Linked DNA regions of Oryctolagus cuniculus: region 2 is linked to region 1. The links are chromatin contacts, called in public Micro-C maps. All regions are on one chromosome and are shown on one strand. The core of a region is the stretch at or near the end of the contact, and the rest is flanking DNA. Distances in the headings are between cores, read along the strand shown. Region 1 has its middle 18 kb from the start of GPRC5A. Region 2 holds the start of GSG1 (germ cell associated 1).

The links. Hi-C and Micro-C count contacts between places; a contact is called where the count stands out from the background.
Region 2: a contact with region 1 is called in a Micro-C map of ear pinna, with 8 times the contacts expected there. The contact joins the promoter of GSG1 here to the enhancer-like site in region 1. A contact is called at or near these places in 5 of 6 Hi-C or Micro-C datasets (ear pinna, embryonic fibroblasts, psoas muscle and 2 more).

Annotation. Positions count from the first base shown.
Region 1 is chr9:110,540,598-110,545,808 of mOryCun1.1, forward strand. No RefSeq gene overlaps it. Among named protein-coding and RNA genes, the nearest start is that of GPRC5A, 18 kb to the left of the region's middle. Within about 2 kb of position 2,369, at least 4 of the 8 cell types and tissues checked have an H3K27ac peak or open chromatin away from gene starts, as enhancers often do. A contact at or near this core is called in ear pinna, where this site is marked.
Region 2 is chr9:110,753,411-110,758,621 of mOryCun1.1, forward strand. It overlaps GSG1 (germ cell associated 1), which reads right to left and starts at 2,988. Exons shown (of 6, transcript XM_051850794.2): 1 at 2,732-2,988. The coding sequence starts at 2,779.

The DNA of each region.
Region 1 (5,211 bases), core at 1,119-3,618:
GAGTGGACAAGTCCTGGTCGCTTCTTTGACAGAACTGGCTCACAATATCCCAGTAAGGACGTGGTAAGTGGCAATCCAAGACAGCTCTGTGGGGCACAGCACAGGGCTCTCTGGTGAAGGGAAAAGGAAATCCCCACAGAGAGTGAATGACATTTTTTAAAAGATTTATTTATTTGAAAGGCAGAGTTACAGAGAGGTCTTCCATCTGCTGGTTCACTCCCCAGATGGCTGCAACACGCGGAGCTGCACCGATCCAAAGCCAGGAGTTTCTTCCTGGTCTCCCACATGGGTGCAGTGGCCCAAAGAGTTGGACCATCTTCTACTGCTTTCCCAGGCCATAGCAGAGAGCTGGATTGGAAGTGGAGCAGCCGGGACTCGAACTGGTGCCCATATGGGATGCTGGGACTGTAGGCACCAGCTTTACCCGCTACGCCACAGCGCCGGCCCGTGAATGACATTTGTAAATGGGTAACTAAGTTGGGGAGTTACTCCCTAAGAGCCTGGACTTCATCCAAGTAAGGAAAAAACCTGGGAGTGGCCGAGACGAGCTGAGGGTGGAGGTGCGTTAACAAACTGCAGGCGTTAACGTGCCACAAAGGTTTGGTTGATGAACTTTGCCCTAACACTAGTTTTGTATTGAAAAGGGAGTGACAAGCAATGACATGGATCCTTCTCAACTGTTCTAGTCTTTTACAAGAGGCCATGACCCCGTGAGGTTTGTTAGGAGGAGAAAACATCTGGCTTATTTTATATCTGTCAGAGTGCAGGGAACACACCATTCCCTACAAATGCACATCTCCTTCTCTTTCCTTCTCTGGCCTTCATCCTAAAACCAAGCCAAGAGGGTGGTGGTGGTGGTGGTGGTGGTTGTGTATGAGCAAAAGATGAAACTGCAAAAGGTTCTGGATCTTTCTTTTTTAAAAAAGTTTTTATCTATTTGAAAGGCAGGACAATAGAAAGAAAAAGAGAAATAGAGAGGGAGTGACAGAGCGAGATGTATTATCTGCTTGCTGGTTCACCCCCCTGAATGGCCCCAACAGCCAGTTTTGGGCCAGGTCAAAGCCAGGAACCAGGAACCCCATTTGGGTCTCTCAGATGGGTGTCAGGGACCCAAGTACCCAGGCCACCTTTCGCTGCCTTCCCAGGTATGTGAGCAGGAAGCTGGATCGGAAACAGCAAGGTCAGACTAAACCTGTGCTCCGATACGGGATGCCGGCACCATGGGAGCGGCTTAACCCACTGTCCACAACACCGGCCACAGGGTCTTCTTAACAGGCAGGAAAGTCTGCCTGACCTTTGTATCCACATGGCTGCCCCTCTACAAAACTGGAGAGCAGGGTGGGCCTTTGGTCCAGTGGTTAGATGCTGCTTGGGATGCCTGTGTGCATATCAGAGTGCTTGGTTTGAGTCCTGGCTCTGCCCCCACTTCCAGTTCCTTGATAAGGAGCATTCTGGAAGGGAGCAGGTGATGGCTCAAATCGTTGGGTCCCTGAAACCTACCCGGGAGACCTGGATTGATTTCCCAGCTCCTGCCTTTACAGCCCAGCCATGGCTGTTGTGGGCATTTGGGGGAGTTAACTAGTGGATGGGAGATCTTTGTCTACCTCTCTAATAAATAAAAAAAAATTTTTTTTTAAATCCCCAAACTTAATAGGATCTGGGAATGGCAGCCATCCCTGGGAACGTATTTTCTTTCTAAGAAAAAAAGTGGTCAGTGAGACTGAGCAAGTGGGCTGTGGCCTCAGTGAATTCTCCAGAAGCACTTGTCACCGCCCTTGGCTGTCAGCTCATCTCCAGGTCTCACGTCTTCTGCACATGTCTAAACTCCTCTGTTATTGAGACGATGTTTCAGGGGCTCTTCGCCTTGGAGAAGAGGAGTCCAAAGCTCTTCCTGGCGCCCCCATCTCCAGCTGGGCTGCATTAGATCGTGCTGAAAGCGTAGCCCCGCCTGGTGCCTGGGGGACGCCAGGTGATTGATAGCAGGGAAACAAAGTGCTGTCTCCTTGGAACTAAGTGGGGATAATGAAATAAAGCTTGACGATCTTTGTCATTTTTCATTGTCAGAAGAGAAAGAACCTGTGCCTCTGATTCACCGGGCAGTGCTGCCATACCCTCTGCTTCCACTGGATGGCGGTAAAACCCCAGGTTTGAGCCCTCAGGGACTCAGCCCTGTCAGCCACAGACCTGCAAAGTTGCTTTTCTGTGAAGCCAGCTGCAGCTAAAGGCCAAGGGGTGGGGGTGGGGGGCGTTTAAAAGGCTTTCCTTGCGTGTTTGTGCTCAGTCCTTTGGCAGAATTTCTTTGCCCTTTGTCTTCTTTTCGTGAAACTCTGCGAGGCGTATCCGGCCTATTTGCATGCAGTCTGGCGTCTTTACAGATAATCATCTCATAGGCTGCTGTTATTAATGTGAAGTCATATTTACAGGGTGAGAACCTTGGCTTCATGTTTGAAAAAGTGTGCCAAAACGGAGAGCTCAGGCTGACCCTGGACATGCAAGCGTCAGCCCCATTCCGCTGCACACCCGCCCCCGCCCCGTGCGTCCTGAGTTTCCTTCCTTTATTTCCAGATGTGAACTTTTTGCCAGGAGCTGACCGGTACCCAGCTGGTCTTTCCTTTCCTTGCCCGCCTCCTTCTGTTGCTACCGTTGTTTGCAGGTTTACTCACCACCCAGCCCCATGTGAAACATGGGATTACTTCAGACTGGGAGGCGACAGCAGCAGAAAAAATTTTTTCTCAAGTGTGGAGCGCTGAGACTCCTTGGTTTGTAGACTGCTACCCTTAGAAGTTCTGTGGCCTGGCCTTGTGGTTGTTTTCTGGAATTCCTTCTGTTCAGGCAGACCAAAGCTTTGCCCTTCTTGGCTCTAGGAGTTTCTAAGGGCACAGATGCATCCTTGTGGCAAATGTGTGGGTGCTTGACCCTGAGTGCCGCAACCTTCAGATTTCTAGAACCTTCCTGATCTTTCTGGAACACTCCAGAACCTAAGATTTGAGAGTTTGGGCCCTCCTTTTGGAGAAGAGGAAACTCAGGGCTGGTGGAGTTAAAACCACCAGGACCAGATTTCTGGGTCTCTGCTCTTTCTGCTGTAGATATGTGGTCAGTTCTAGACCCTTTCCCCAAGGGAGTATTGAGTAAAAAAAAATCAGATGAAATGAAATGAAATGACATATATTTTAAGCATTCCTCTTGTTTTCCTTTGCCCATTTGCCTTTTCTTCCCTTGATTTCTCCTCTGGTCGTCTTCTCTCCTCTACGTAAGCCATGGGGAGAGGGAGTGGGTGAGAACTGTGGGGAGCAATCCGGACTGGACTAAGTTACTGGAATTAAGACTTATTCTATGCATCTGCTCTCCCACAATATGGCGCTGGGAGAGAAGAAAACAGCTTCTGCACAGCTGCCTCCAGTTCAATCAATAAACTGTAGGACTTGCTCCTGATTGGAGAGCAGCGTACTCGGCGTGTGGGCAGCCGAGTTAGGATTGGCGGAGGAGGACTATAAAGGAGGAGAGAGACGGCATGCACCAGGAACATCTAAGGGGAACATCTAGCTGAAGGAGCACCTGTGCAGCCCCCGAGACGAGCCGGCCGGCGGTGTGCCGCTCCCCTGCGGAAGTGGGGAATGTGGCCAGGGGGAACTGCCCTTCCACGGAGGTGGAAGGGATAGTAGCCAACCCAGGAAGAACCAGCAGCAAACCCGGGGAGGGCCGAGCAGACGAAAGAACAGCGCAGGGTCCTGTGTTGCTCCTCCACGAAGAGGGGGAGCGACATAATGGTGCCGTGACTCGGATATGAAGCCTAGGCAGGGTTTGGTGTCGTTCCTCCACGAAGAGGGGGAGCGACAAGAACGGATGTTTTCTGGTTAACTATAGGTCCTTTGCTTCTTGGGAATGTAGGTTGTCAAAGCAGGAACCGCGACACGAGGCAAAGAGTTCGTCTTCATTTTCCCCGGCCCATGGGATAATCCTTCAACTTCCTTGGGACCAGTTTCGAGTCAGAACTCCACACTCTCTTCTCTGTGTGGAGGAACCAGGGGGCAGGGGCCACACCCCTGGAGAATCCCTCACTCCCTGTGGTGTGTGGGAGAGCACAGGAGGAGGGAGTCCTTGGAACGTTTTTGGAAGTAACTGTGTTTCTAACCCCCTAACTTGAGCCATGTGTCTCAATCACCAAGTTCAACCACTATCTTCAACAGGAAGGAAAATGAACTTCAGCGGAGTTTGGTTCACCCACATGTACGGAGCTGTGTGGTCCCAGCTGCTTCTCCTTCTTCTTCCCTATAATGACCTATCAATCTCACTGGATTTGTATCAACTCCATTCCAAAACCTCCTCTGTTGAGCCCCAGGAGCCACACCCTGAGCAGTAGGCGCTAGCACCGTTTCCTGTGATTATAAAAGCTGCTACTGGGCCGGCGCCGCGGCTCACTAGGCTAATCCTCCGCCTAGCGGCGCCGGCACACCGGGTTCTAGTCCCGGTCGGGGCGCCGGATTCTGTCCCGGTTGCCCCTCTTCCAGGGCCAGCCCTCTGCTGTGGCCAGGGAGTGCAGTGGAGGATGGCCCAGGTGCTTGGGCCCTGCACCCCATGGGAGACCAGGAGAAGCACCTGGCTCCTGGCTCCTGCCATCGGATCAGCGCGGTGCGCCGGCCGCAGCGCGCCGGCCGCGGCGGCCATTGGAGGGTGAACCAACGGCAAAGGAAGACCTTTCTCTCTGTCTCTCTCTCTCACTGTCCACTCTGCCTGTCAAAAAAAAAAAAAAAAAAAAAAAAAAAAAAAAAAAAAAAAAAAAAAGCTGCTACTTTCTCCAAGAAGATCGGCCATTCTTTCACTAAAAAAATTGAAATAGGAAAACATGTAGTGATTTTTTTTGCCTGTTGAATTTTTAAAAAAAATTATTTAAGGTAAACAAATTTCATGTACTTTGTATATACAGATTTAGGAACACAGTGATACTTCTCACCCCAAACTCCCTCCGGCCCAGACTCCCACCTTTCCTCCTTTTTGCTCTCCTATTCCCTGGCTGTTTACAATGATCTACTTTCAGTTTACTTTATACCATAAGATTAACCATATCTTGAGTAAAGAGTTAAACAAACAGTAAGAAGAAAAAACACTGTTCCTCAATGGTGGAGACAATGGCTATAAACAATCATCGAATCTCAAAATGTCCATTTCACTCCTATATACTACATTTTTGGTACTCTATTAGTTGCAGAGATC
Region 2 (5,211 bases), core at 1,738-4,237, 210 kb after region 1:
TCACTTAGGGAGCCTCCAGGTAAAGATGTGAATGAAGCAGTGTGTCCAAACAGCGACCAGATGATTCCTCCCGACTCACACTCACAAGAGCCGAGCGGCTACCAGTGTCCGTAGATCCAGACACACCCTACGCCTTTCTACGCAGATGCCCCGAGTTTCACTCGATTCCCTGCCAAGAGATTTCCTCCCACCTGTGGAAACATTCCTGCTTTTCAATGAGCAAATCCCAGAAAACAGCAATGATTTAATGAGCAAGCATTCTCTCTAGTTCACAGAGACCAGGGAACAAACAGAGCACTCAAAGGCCAGACTGGAAACTCTGTTTCGTCGTTTCGCTGGCTGGGTGATTCCCTACTCATCAGAGCCCCACTAGATGTGTCTGAAATGTCACTCCAGTGCCGATGCTGGAGTCCTTCACCGGTGGGTGAAGGCAAGCACACGGGAGGGAAGGGCAGAGTGTTTGCCACCAAAACACTCTTGCTGGGTGGCCAAAATGTCTACAACGGCCACAGGACACAGCTCTGAGATAATTAATTATTCTCAGCTGTAATCAGTGTCAAGGATCCACAGAACTCCAAATGCTCAGGGAAAACGACCCCAGTCTTTCTAAGGTGGGTGCGGGCGCTGGAACACTTGCACTCGCGTCAGCCCGGGGCCTCTCGCGCGCCTTTCCCTTTCCGCTGCTGCTGCATTGTTGGAGCGCTTCTGCGAATGCAGTCACTTCCAGGAGGGGAAGCCGTCCGTCGTCCAGGCCCCAGCAGCTGCAGTGAATCACCGGGCCCGCCATATTCGCACATCCTGTGGGGCAATCGCTCACGCCGGGAACGACACCCTCGGGGCTCGGGCTTGCGGGCTCTCGGGGACCGCGGGGCGGGGGAGGGGGGCAGGGTGCGGCCGCCGGCGGGCGTGGTCTGGTCTTCCCATCCCCATTTCCGTGAGCTCCCCCCTCATAGTCCTTTCCCTGCTCGCGCCCTCGCCGCGCTCTCGCGTTGCCTGCGCCCCGCCCTGTCCTGGCGGTGAGTAACCGCCCTCCCCACCCTCGGTTTACTACGGGCCCTGGTTGCCTAGCAGCGGGAGCGCGTTGCTAGGGCGCCGCGCAGGGGCGTGGTTTACATTGTGCGTCAGGCCCCGCCCTAGCGGCGGCTGCGCTCTGGACCTCGGAGCGGGTGTGGCGGGGCGGCGGCGCGTCTGCTCCCGTGGGCCTCCTCGTGTCCGCTGAGAACCGGGACCCGAGGCCTTCTCAGGGGGGGAGGGCGGCGCGCGGGAGCAGGCCGGCGGTTGCTGTGGAATCCAAGGCATGCCCTTCCTCTCCTCCGGCTCCTCTCACGAAGGAAGGGCGCGCCGCTGCCTCCTTTGTGGGGCTGCAGGCCCCCGGGGCCCTCAGCGCCTCTGAATTGTGGTCACTTCTCTACCCACGACCCCCCCAGGGGTTAAATGTGCCCTCAGGAGTCAATGAGGGAAAGGGTTGTGGTCCTAATGGGAGCCAGACTTTACACACAGCTCCGGAAGGAGAGACGCCGGCTCCACTCCACTCCACAGGGGACAGTTCAGGTCCGGGGCCTTCGACCTGCCCCAGGCCGCAAACCTAGCAATGCCGGGCGGGCGTCAGCACTCAAAACTCTCCCAAGGCTGTGCACCTGACCCCGTCCCAGCCTGCCGCCCAGCACGGGCAAGGCCCCGTCATCTTTAACAAAAGTCACAGGTTACAGGCCAGGCCACAGAAGGGATTATGTGTACCTGTACTTTATACTTTTCAGGTGCCTGTCAACAAACAGACTCTCCCATATTCCCTGCTTCACTCAGAACACCGATGGTAAAAACAATAAAATGGACTCTAGGCCACCACTGGCTTTTTCTGTAGCAGCACATCCACTTCTGAGGGCAGCCTTAATTATGGTCTGTGTACTTCTGGCGGGGTCTGGGGGGTGCTGCTCTGCAGAGCCCACCCTTGTTGCCCGAAGTGCCTCTTGCTCTGGTCCTGCCTGGCCTGGCTGCTCTAACTCCCCACTGCGCCACGGCACGCAGCCTGGCACCTCTCCTTCCTGTCTGTGTGTTTGGGTTTCCTGGCTTCCCTGAATTGTAAGCTTCATTTATGCTCTCCTGAGAAGGGCAGGAGCTTTGAGAACGAACACCGTTAAGTAGCTCTCCGAGGCGGAAGCTGGCAGCACCCTGTGTAAAGGGAGGCTGGTCCTTTCTGAATGTGGGCCCAACACAAGCTCAAGCCGAGCCATCTCTGCTGGCCGTGAGCCTCCTCGAGTGTCCTGAAGGATCTCTGGGTCCCGAGGTTGTACAGTCCTCTCTAAGTTATAGAGCTGAGCTGGCTTCCAAGTAGGACCTCCCCATTCTCTGGCACAGAGCTCAGTGTTTGCCCTTTCAGTTCCCTAGGCTGATCCCCATCTCCGTCCTTGTCCTAGCACTGAATTTTGGCCACTGGAACCAGACAGATGGAAGGCAAAAAGAAGAACTGTAGGGTTTTCAGCAGCCTTAGGAAGGAAGAGAAAAAGGAAGAAGAAATAGAAATTTTAATGGGAGACAAAAGAGCAATAGGCCAAGGTATGGGCATGCCAGACTTATCAATTAAAAATCGGGCTCGAGTAACAAATTTTCATTCCATTTTGCGTAATCCTGTTGTGTGGTCCCAAGTGCCCTGCTGTGGGCCTGTGAAATATATGATAGTGAAGGATTAGTATCACCTGTATCACACATAAGAGATCTCAGAATCTGTACCTACCTCCTGGGTGAGATAAACATTTTGAGTTAGTTGAGAGGGACTGGTCATCCACTGTTGATCTGAGGCAAACAAGGTTCTGTTGCGTTCTTGCTGGATCTTGATCAGCTGGGTAGTGAGTGCTGATGTAAGGATGAGCCAAGTCCCCTCTTGCCAGCAGAGGGATGTGGTGGTGTGGGTGGTGGGCTGGAGAGGATGGAAAGGATGTCCCTCAGGCAGGACACCTGCTTAGGTGTGGCTGGGTGACCCAGGGGCCCACTCTGTGATGTCACAATGGCAGGCAAGGATCTCCCTGCTATGGCCCCGCCTCCTCTCTCACCTCCACGCCCACCCTGGGCATGCTGGGTATCCATCTAAGGTCTGGTATCTTCCCAGGCCCTCCAACTCAGTGCTTCTCTTGCTGTGTGTGAGAATTGCTTGGGGAGTTAAGTGTGAATTCTGAGGGTCTGGGGTAGCTGCTGCTTGCTGCAGACCAGGCTACAGTGAGTTGTAAGGTTCTGGACCAGTACTATGAGAGGGAAACTCAGTGTTGGCCACATTTGTAGTTTATAGTCTTCTAGTAGCCGCATTTTACCAAGTAGCCCTCACACACACGCTGCAGTATGATGACATCTGACACAACGGTATGCCTAAAGTAGCATGTAGCCCTCCCCAAGCAGAGCTGGGTTCCATGGAAATACACATGACACTACTTCCATTTTAAAATTCACACTCAAGAATTAAAGAGGGCTGGGCACTTGGCACAGTGATTAAGCCACCACGTGGGATGCCCACCTTCCATATTGGAGTGCCTGGGTTCAAGTCCTAGCTGTGCTGTCCAACTAGCACCCTGCTAATGTGTACCCTGGAGCCAGCAGGTGTTGGCTCAAGTAGTTAGGTTCCTGCCATCCACATGGGGGACCTGAGTGAACCAGTAGAAGGGATCTCACTGTCTCTGTCTCTATCTCTGTCTCTCTCCTTCTCCCCCTCTCTCTGGCTTACAAAAAACTTCATTTAAAAAGGTTTAAATAAAATCATTCCCCTGGTTGCACCATGCACATCATAATGGCCTAATGGCTAGGAACTACCACATTGGCTAGTACATCAGAAAAGGTAATGAGGTAGAGAACATGCCGTCCTCGAGGACTAATGTCTAGGAATCTAGTAGACATTCTTTAAGATAATTTTAAGGAACATACAGATGGGATTTGGGAACTACCTACTCTGAAGCCCACGTCTCTGAGGCTTGAGGGAAGGGGGGCTATTGGTTTCCCTAGCCCTCCAGCTGGGTGAGCTTGGGCCTTCTGCCCTGTGACTTGTGTCTCTCTCAGTCCACCTCTGAGCTTTTGCTTTGTGGGGTTCCTTTTTCCTCTTGCCTGCTCCATCTACATCCTACATACCCTTCAGGGCACGTGACTCCAGTCTCAGTACCTTGTCATCCCCACTCTCGCCCTCACAGCCTTTTTACTCTTTTCTCTGAGCTGCATATCTGGTTTGGCTGTGCTGCATTTGCTTTGCTTTGTGTTAGACCGTTTGCTTTGCTTTCTGTTAGAGTGTTTCTCTCATGGAATTCTAGGCTGCTTGAGAACGGAGTCTACTTCTTCACTTCTGCAGTGCCTAATGTAATGCTAGGGCATAATACTTGCTCAATAAATGCTTATTATTTTATTGAAGGACCTAGGATGCCTAAGTAAGTGTCCAGGAGAGATTGTCCACCCTGGAAATGTCAGTAACTTGAACAGAAAGAATAACATGCCTTGTTCTTGGCATGACTCCAGTTGATCAAGATTTTGTTTCTCCCTAAATTTTGTTTCATTTAAAATTTAACATAATCCTGATTCAAATACTAATGAACATTTTAAAAAACCAAGATGAATTGATATTAAAGTTCATATGGGGATAGGCATTTAGCCTAGTGGCTAAGACACCAGTTAAGATGCATGCCTGTGTCCCAAATGGCATTTGTGGATTTGATGCCTGGCTCTGGCTCCCGACTTCAGCTTTCATGCCAATGCAGACTGGGAGGCAGCAGTGATGGTTCGAGTAGTTGGATTCCTGTCACCTACACATAGGGGATCCAGAATGAGTTCACAGCTGCTGGTTTGAACTTGGTACTCCCTCTGTTGTGGGCACTTGGGTAGTGAGCTAGTGGATGGGTGTTTTTCCATATGTTTGTGTCTCCGTGTCTATGCCTTTCAGATAAGTTAATACATAAAGATCACTGTCTCCAAGTATAAAAAGCTCTAAAATTTTTCATTTGGGGATAAAATACACAAGAGTAAGTAGGAAAACATGGCAAAGGAATAGCTCTGAGGTGGGCTTAGCCCTATTAGATATTGAAGCATTCTCCTAAATCTGTATGGTGCATGGCTAGACAAGCAGATTAACAGAATAGAACAGAAAGTTCAGAAATAAACACAGCTCCTTTCAGGCCTCCTGTCTATGACAGAGGTGGTGTCTAATCCTTAGAGCCAAGATGAGCCTTTTAACAAATGTTGTTGTTA